Regions from separate parts of the Pan troglodytes genome. Here region 1 is linked to region 2. A link is a contact called in public Hi-C data. All regions are on one chromosome and are shown on one strand. Each heading gives the region's core, a stretch centred on a gene start, on an enhancer-like site or on the middle of the called end of the contact. The rest is flanking DNA. Distances are from core to core; before and after follow the strand shown. Region 1 holds the start of LOC134807364 (putative cuticle collagen 155). Region 2 overlaps TENM4 (teneurin transmembrane protein 4).

Region 1 (3,813 bases), core at 149-2,648, 200 kb before region 2:
GATGTTTGCTTGCTCCCCTGGCCCAGGAGGAGGGAGGCTAGGGCGCGGGTGGCCGAAGAGGCAAGCTGTTCTGGAGCCTGGAGCCGCCGCAGCCCCCGGAGCCCGCCGCGGACTGGAGCCTGGGAGCAAGGGTTGGGGGAGGGCAGGGAGGTGGGAAGCGGGTGGGAGGGAGGCGGCGCGCCCCAGGTTCGTCTGCCTCTCCCGGATCCCGTTCCCCGCCCCGGCCCGGTCGCCTGCAGCCCCTCTGCAGACTAGCTCGCCCCAGGCCCCCGTCGGGCGCTGGAGGAGCCCGCGAGGCGGCGCCGGGCTTCAGCGGCTGCAGCCTGCCCTGCGGGGCAAGTGCCGGCTGCAGCAGCCCCGCACGGGCGGTGGTTGGAGCTCAGATCCTGGAGATGCGACCCCAGCTCCTCGCCCTCTGCAACCCGCGGGGGGCCCGCCTCTCCTCACCGGGCGCCCGGCCGCGGTATTGATGTTCGTCTAGGAGCCAACTGAGGCTGCAGCCGCCAGATGGACGCTTGGAGGGCTCCCGGGTGTGAGTGTGACTGTATGACTACTCTCACCCCCAGCTTCGGGAAATGTGCTCTGGGTTGAAATGTGATCACCGAGCTCCTTAGTCATTTTAATTGCCATTTTAAAATGCGGTCGTTACATTGGAGGAGCAGACAGGAAGGTAGTGGGGCGGCGTGTGTGTGTGTGTGTGTGTGTGTACACACACACGCAACCGAGGAATACACAACCAACTACTTGGGTGAAGGGCGGGGGGTTCATCTAGTGAGTCCTTGGCGGGGGGGTCGGGCGAGTTAGCTGCCCGCTGCCCGCCCCTTCTCTGCCTGCCCCCGCCTAGGCGAGGTTGGAAAGTACTGGAAATTCAGCTGCGTGGTCCTTAACTTTGGAAATTGGCTCCGCTTTCAGGGCAAAATGTTAAGGCGATTTATGCACCCGCGTCCATGTGGATGAGTGTATTACTGCTCAGTTGGGTGCAAGCCCTCAACAGTACCGCGCCAAGCCCCCACCCGATCTCTAACTCCCTCCCACCCCCTAACCGTGGAGAGAGGGTTTATAGAAATGCAGTTATCTGTAAACCATCGACGCAGTGAAAGGGGCGCAGGGAGGCAGCCAGAGTTTTGCCGGAACCTGCATACTGGCTTGGTGTTTGTAGCACACGAGATCACCCCGCTGCTTTGTAGAAGGCGGTGGTGGGGCAAGCTCCGGATTCCGATCGCCGGGGTGGGGGGTGGGGGGAAGAGGGTGCCCATGTACTGAGCTCTGAGGCCGTGTAAGGAGAGAGATCTGCTGAGCGGCATCGCGGGCAATTACATAAGCTGCCTCGGTGATTACCCGGAACTGTGATGCGAGCTCCCGGTTCTCGAAAGACAAGCCTGAAAGTTTGCCTGCTTGGGGAGTGTAAGTACCGGGGCGCCCCCACCCCGGCCTGGGTAGCTAGGATACGCCTCGCACCGCGGCGCCCACTTGTGCGATGGGCGTCGGGTGCTGATGCTGCTGTCCCCAAAGAACCGGTTACCGAGGCAGGGACTAAGTGGGGGCATCCGGAATTGATCGCAGAGGAGGAGTCAGTCAGAACTGAGGTTTCATTGGGTCTTCAGAGCTCTAAGTCTTATCTCGGAGGTGTTGGAAGGCCTTACAGGGATCGCCGTTTTCGGAAACTGACTTGGTGTCCTGGGGAGCCCCAAAGCCCCTCTTTTCCGCCCTTCATGGGCGCCCCTCCTTGTCTTTCACGCCCTGTGCCCTTCACGTGTTTAGAAATCTGCCCGCGGTGCCTGGTCCCCCTTGGAGATGCCCAGGCAGCCCAGCCATCCAGGCCTACGCTGGCGAGGGGTTAGAGGGAGTAGAACGCTGGCTCTGCCGGGCTGCCACCCTTACCTACACCTATTCCTGGTTTCCTGCGCTAGCCCGGCGCTGATGGGGACGGGATGGGGCTGGGGTCGGGTATGGCTTCCGTTCCTTCGCCTCTCGCCTCTGCAGACAGCAGTTTGCTTCTGTTGCGTTTATTCTCCCCGTTTCGCCGCTTCCCTCCAGCGCCGCAGCCTGTGTATCACGTTGATGGGCTTTGATAGAGAAACCACAGTAAGAGTATGCTTTTAAATCTTGATTTTCGTCTGTAGAGGGATAAGCCACCCCAGCCCTGACACAGCCGTGGGGAACGCTGAAGTCTGGGACACATTGGCCCTGAACTCCCTTCCCCCCAGCCCGCAGTCAGGAGATGGTGATGTGCATGGGTGGGGAGTGTTTTGTTTTTGCCACATTCCAGCGTCCTGAAACCTCTCGTCCCCTCCCACTGAAATCCCCGATCTGTCCGAATCTGTTCCTTGCTGTAAAATAAATCCTCCCTCCCGCAGACCTGTGGGGCCCTTCGGATTTCCTGCCGCTGCCATGATCCTTAACAATGCGATTGAAAAGCCAGTGCTCGGCTGGAAAAAAATCCCCAGGTGCCAGCCGGCCGCGCCTTGACCTTGCTGAAGGAGCCTTTAACCCGGCTGCCAGAGGGGCTCTGGTCCAGCCGTGGGAATCCAGGAAGAAGGAGGGCGCCCCGGAGGCGGCTGGGTTAGCTCCCCGGGCAGGGCGGGAATCGGGTCGCCGCGGGGACCGCAGAGGGGGAGGGGATGGGACTCCGCGGCAACCTGTTTCCCGGCGAGCCGGGCCCGCGCATCCCAGCTCCCTCGGCCCAGCCCCTCGTGGCCCGCCTCCCCCGCCGGCCTCCAGTTGTCTTCGTGGTACGGGAGTCGGCCGCGACTCCCTCACGCTCTCCGCCGGAGTCCGCGGGACGCCGCCAACTTTGGGCTCCTCGGTGGCCGGAGCACCGGTGCGAACCAGCGGGGCGGCCGGGTGGGCGGGGCCTGGGCGGGAAACTGGAGCCGAGAAGACCGCGTTCCAGGCCAAGTTCCAGCCGCAAGCGCCGCGCGGCACAGTGCAGGGTCCCGGCCGCGCCTTTCTCCCCTCCCCCGCCCGGCCGCGTTCCTGCGGACTCACAGCGCGCTCCGGGCGCTCTGCAGTTGGGCTTTCAGCGGGGGAGCCCTTCTCGTCAAAGTTACGAGGGGTGTTTTCACTGGTGGTGACAGTGGGAACTAGTTTTCTGCGCGCCTGTGTGTGTGTGTGCATTTGTGTGTGTATGTGTTGGGGAGCAGAGAGATTTGCAGCGAAGTCACACATAGCACAAAAAACAGGTTTCCCCTTTCCAGGTGTTATAAGGGAATGCTGAGGAGGAATCCGTTTTCTCCGGTGAGGGTGTTGACGGGAAGCCCTTCCACTTAGTGGAACTGGACCTGTTGGAGCTGATTGCCTGGAGTGAACGGGTGTCTCCTTTAGCGGCACCTGTGTGCCGTAGGTCCTTGGAAATGTTTGGGGAACTGAAAGTCCTCAAGATATTCAGCCAGGACTTAGGGCATAGATGTTTGTGTGCGTTTAGGGGGCTAATTCGGGGAAGCTTTTATTTCCAGCATGTGTCTTGAACTGAGGGGAGGGCAGGGTGCGGAAGGCTTGTGGAATTGCCATCTTCTGTGGTGGGGGAAGGGATCAGGGACGGAGAGCTTTGGTTTTCTAGAAAGAGTTCTTGGGTTCTTCCTCTGCTCTCATCTTGTTTTCATCAAGGCCTCTGTTTGGGGGTGGAGGTAGAGTGGTGCGGTAAGCGAATCAGCCACCCTAATAGACCGGCCTTGACCAGTGCGGATGCCAACGGGCAGAACTAGTGCTTGGTCTGAACAAGAACCATCAAAGGATAGTTCTATAGTGAGTGGAGTGGCCTGGAATATGAGGTAGAAGGCTAGGTGTTAGAGTAATGGGTTCCCACGGACTCTC
Region 2 (3,944 bases), core at 1,281-3,780:
AACAGCTAACACTTATTGAGCACTCTATAAATGTAGGCCACGCTTCTGGCCCCCTCATTTCCCCTTTCAGTGCATATATCCTGGAATTTCAGCCTGAAATTATATGAGGACGTTACCACTTGCGCTGTTTGTCTTTCTCTCTCTCTTTTTCTCTCTCACTCACTCTCTCTTTTAGATTTAGGATCTCCTGTTTTGCTTTCCTTTTCTTTTCTTTCTTTTTTTTTTTTTTAGACAAAGTCTCTCTCTGTCACTCAGGCTGGAGTGCAGTGGCACAATCTCGGCTCACTGCAAACTCCGCTTCCCTGGTTCGAGCAATTCTCCTGTCTCAACCTCCCAAGTAGCTGGGATTACAGGTGCCCGTCACCATGGCTGGCTAATTTTTGCATTTGTATTAGAGACAGGGTTTCACCATGTTGGCCAGGCTGGTCTCGAACTCCTGACCTCAGGTGATCTGCCCACCTCAGCCTCCCAAAGTGCTGGGATTACAAGCGTGAGCCACTGCACCCGGCCAATTGTTTTCTTTTTCTGTCTTCCTTTCTTTTTCTATAAAGTGTTATATGCTAGGTACTTTTCACGTGACATCTCATTTAACCTTTTCAAAATGCCACAATGTTGGTTCCATTATTATCCCTGCTTTTCAGGTGAAGAAACTAAGGCACAGAGAAGGAAAGTGACAGTCTGAGGTCCCCCAGTTAAGTAGGTAGTGGAGCCAGGGATGATATGCTCACTTTTCCCTCTAGGGAGGGCACCCAGCCAGGACTCTACATGAAAAAATGTATTTTGATGCTGGCTAATGCCCTATTGACAACTGCACACTGATCCACGTCCTAGTTCAAGTTTTGTTACTGTAATCTGGGCTCTGACAACATATGAAGTTTCTTCCTTCAGTATGAGAAGAAAGATAGGGAGACTGAGAAACTTTGTCAAGTCAGTCAGTCAATCAAACATGCAATGGCTGCAGGGCTTCTGCTACCTCTCAGAGGCTTCCACGTGCAGGATGGCAACTTGGGAGATAAGGTGTGCCTGTGTTCAGTCAGCTCAGAAGATTCAGTCCAGTAGGAGAGCACCATGGCCATAAACAGTTGGCATGTACAGAGCTGGGTTTCTGTGCTCAGTGACAAAGATAAGGGCTGCGAAGTTTAGAGCCATTCTTCCTGGAGAAATCAAGGAAGGCTTTCTGAAGGAGGTGACCTCTAAATCCTTACTTCCTTAGCTACCTTCTGCTGTTAGAGGGTGAGCCCACCATTAAAGAAGCATTTTCCCCCACACACAGCCTCTTTGGGCTCTGTCTTCCTTCAGCCTGAAGTTCTCTGGTTGTTTAAGAAAACCCCGGGCAAAAATTTCACCCCTTGCCCTGAGTCTTTTCCCCACCTTCCCTTTCTCCCACCTCTACAGCTAGTCTGCTGTGGATACAGGCTTGTGAAAGAAATGACTGTTTGTTTTATAACAAGAGCTTAACATGATTCATTTCAGATTCCCCAAGGACTTTTGTAAGTTTGGACTGAGTCATAATATATTTTTTTATTAAACTCCAAGACCCAACAAGCAGGAAGCTCTGTTCGACAACATAATATAACTGATGTACTGCAAGCGGCTTTTTTATGGGTGAGTCCTCAAGCTGCTTCAGAATTTCTCTGGCCTCTCCTATCACCACCTGGTTCTGCAGGGAGATTAAAAGGGCTTTGGAGACTCGTCACACCACACAGACACACACACACACACACATAGACACATACAGCCCTGTCCCTCCTAATGCCACATCCAAAAGATGAGGGTCTCTGGACAAGAACAATCCCACTTCCAGACCCTCTCAAGAACAAGGCCCTAACTCCTTCTTCAGAACACAGAAAGGCCTAAGCAGCAGCACTGGAGCAGGCCGAGAACTGCTCCCTGCTCACCCCTGGTGGAGCCACAGTCTAGTAGGGCAATGATTCTTGGAACGTTTTCCCCGAGCCAGGAGCATTAGCCTCACCTGGGACTTTTATAAAATGCAAGTTCTCAGGCCCATCCAACACCTTCTGAGTCACAAACTCTGGGGGTGGGACCCAGCAACTTGTGTTCTAAGGGGCTCTCCAGGGCGATTCTGTTGCTTGCTAAGGTTTAAGAACCACTGATCATAGGACTTGCTCAAAGGGCGGTCCTGGGACCGGCAGCATCAGCATCACGGGAGCTTGTTGGAAATGCAGACTCTCAGGCTCCACCCAAGGCCTGCTGGATCACAGTCTGCATTTTAACAAGACTCCCAGTTGAATCTCGTCCACATTAAGTTTGAGGAACACTGCTGTAGGCAGCGCGGGACATGGGCCACCTCTGGTCCTGAGTTGAGTCCTTGCTCTGCCTCTCAGTTGCCGCCTGCTCTTGGCTGGCACATGACTTATCTGAGCCTCAGCGTCTTGGTTAGCGCCCTGCATTAGTGCATTGGAAATATTTGCTCTCCTGGTTTAGGAAAATGCCTCCCACAGTCCCGGCTCCACGGGAGGCTCTCGGCACTGTTCTTCCTGCCTGTCCCTGGTGAGCGGGTGACCTTCTGCCCCCTCTGACACTGGCCCACCCTGGAGACAGTGGCTGTGTTCTTGCAGCCCTCCCTTCTCTTGTGTTTCTGTTTGATTCTCATGATTCAATATCCCCTGCAGCATTTTGTTGTCATTTTCTGTTTTACTCTTGGAAAGCTCACAGGGTTTCCCCTTTGAAGTGTTTCATTTTTTGTTTGTTTGTTTAAATTCAGCATTGCCCTCTGATTGGGGCACATCCAGTGACTTTATAGCACAAATTCAGAAAGAGAGTTGCTCCAGTGCCATTCAAAATGGACCGCAAAATCCACTGTGCCGAGATGTGTCCGAGTACAACGATAAGACAGCCCGTGCACGCCGTGGTGCCTCACAAAAGGAGAAAACAGAATACCTGGAGTCTGATAGCTGACTGAAAAGTGCTAAAAATGACCCCTGAAACACAGACACCTCCTCCCCTGTTCCCTGCCTCCTACTGTGTCATGAATTTGTGATGGGGTCAAGGAGCACACAAGGCCCCCTCAGTGCCCCGATGAAAGTCACTGAGGCCAGGAACAAAAGGGGAGCCCCAGACAAGGGGAGGGGAGCAGAAAGGGGGATGGAAATCCACTGACCCTTCCTGGAGCTCCCAAGGGGCACTAGAGGAATGAAAATCCTTCCTAGCCCCCAGGCCCCGAACAAGTGGCAATCTCCCTCCCCAGGGTACAGAGTTTAAAAATGCATCAGATCAAGGCCTGCATGGAGGGATACCTCACACACTGTGGAAGGGGCAGATTTGGGAACTAAAGTTTGGCAATAAGACTCAAGAGCCTCAAAAAAGTCTACATGCCTTGACCCAGTAATTCTGCTTCTGGGAATCTGTCCTAAGAAAATAATATGAAATGCAGACAAAAATGAATCCACACGGGTGTTCACTACAGCTTTATTTATGTGAGTGAAAAATTGGAAACCACTAAATGCTCCACTTTAGGGAATTGGTTAGGTAAATTATGGTTCATTCATAGAGTGGAATATTTCGTAGCCGTTAAAAATGATGTTTATAGAGCTTTTAATGACATGGGGAAATGCTTATGGTATGCTTATGGTGATTTTATACCCTGTCTTTTGCAAGATGTAAAATCACACACGGTGTGATCTCAGCCATGTAAAACAGTTACAGAAAAATAACAGGAAGGAAAAACACACACACAAACTGTTAACGGTAGTTGTCTCTGAGTGGTAGGATTGTGGATGATTTTTCTTCTTTTCTTTCCACCTTTCTGGTTTTTTATTTTTATTTTTTTCTGTATTTGGAAACTATTGGTCATCGGTGTTGGGTATTTATTTAAGCCCCACAGGCAATGAAGGTAAAAAACATCACCATTAGTCTGAGGCCTGGCGAGGGATATGACAGCTGTTTTTCCCTCCTGAACATGCGTTGCTTTTGAAATGAGAGAA

What was found. A called contact is a pair of places that touch in the nucleus more often than the background predicts.
Region 1: a Hi-C map of stem cell-derived neural progenitor cells shows a contact between it and region 2, with 1.9 times the contacts expected there. The contact joins the promoter of LOC134807364 here to the enhancer-like site in region 2. A contact is called at or near these places in 1 of 7 Hi-C or Micro-C datasets (stem cell-derived neural progenitor cells) and 1 of 1 datasets of contacts at active chromatin or transcription factors (stem cell-derived excitatory neurons).

Annotation. Positions count from the first base shown.
Region 1 is chr9:81,454,928-81,458,740 of NHGRI_mPanTro3-v2.0_pri, reverse strand. It overlaps LOC134807364 (putative cuticle collagen 155), which reads left to right and starts at 1,398. Exons shown (of 1, transcript XM_063784375.1): 1 at 1,398-3,813. The coding sequence starts at 2,405. The coding sequence ends at 3,217. All of the region lies in intron 9 of TENM4 (teneurin transmembrane protein 4), which reads left to right.
Region 2 is chr9:81,259,212-81,263,155 of NHGRI_mPanTro3-v2.0_pri, reverse strand. All of the region lies in intron 10 of TENM4 (teneurin transmembrane protein 4), which reads left to right. Among named protein-coding and RNA genes, the nearest start is that of MIR708, 160 kb to the left of the region's middle. Within about 2 kb of position 2,530, at least 3 of the 24 cell types and tissues checked have an H3K27ac peak or open chromatin away from gene starts, as enhancers often do. A contact at or near this core is called in stem cell-derived neural progenitor cells, where this site is marked.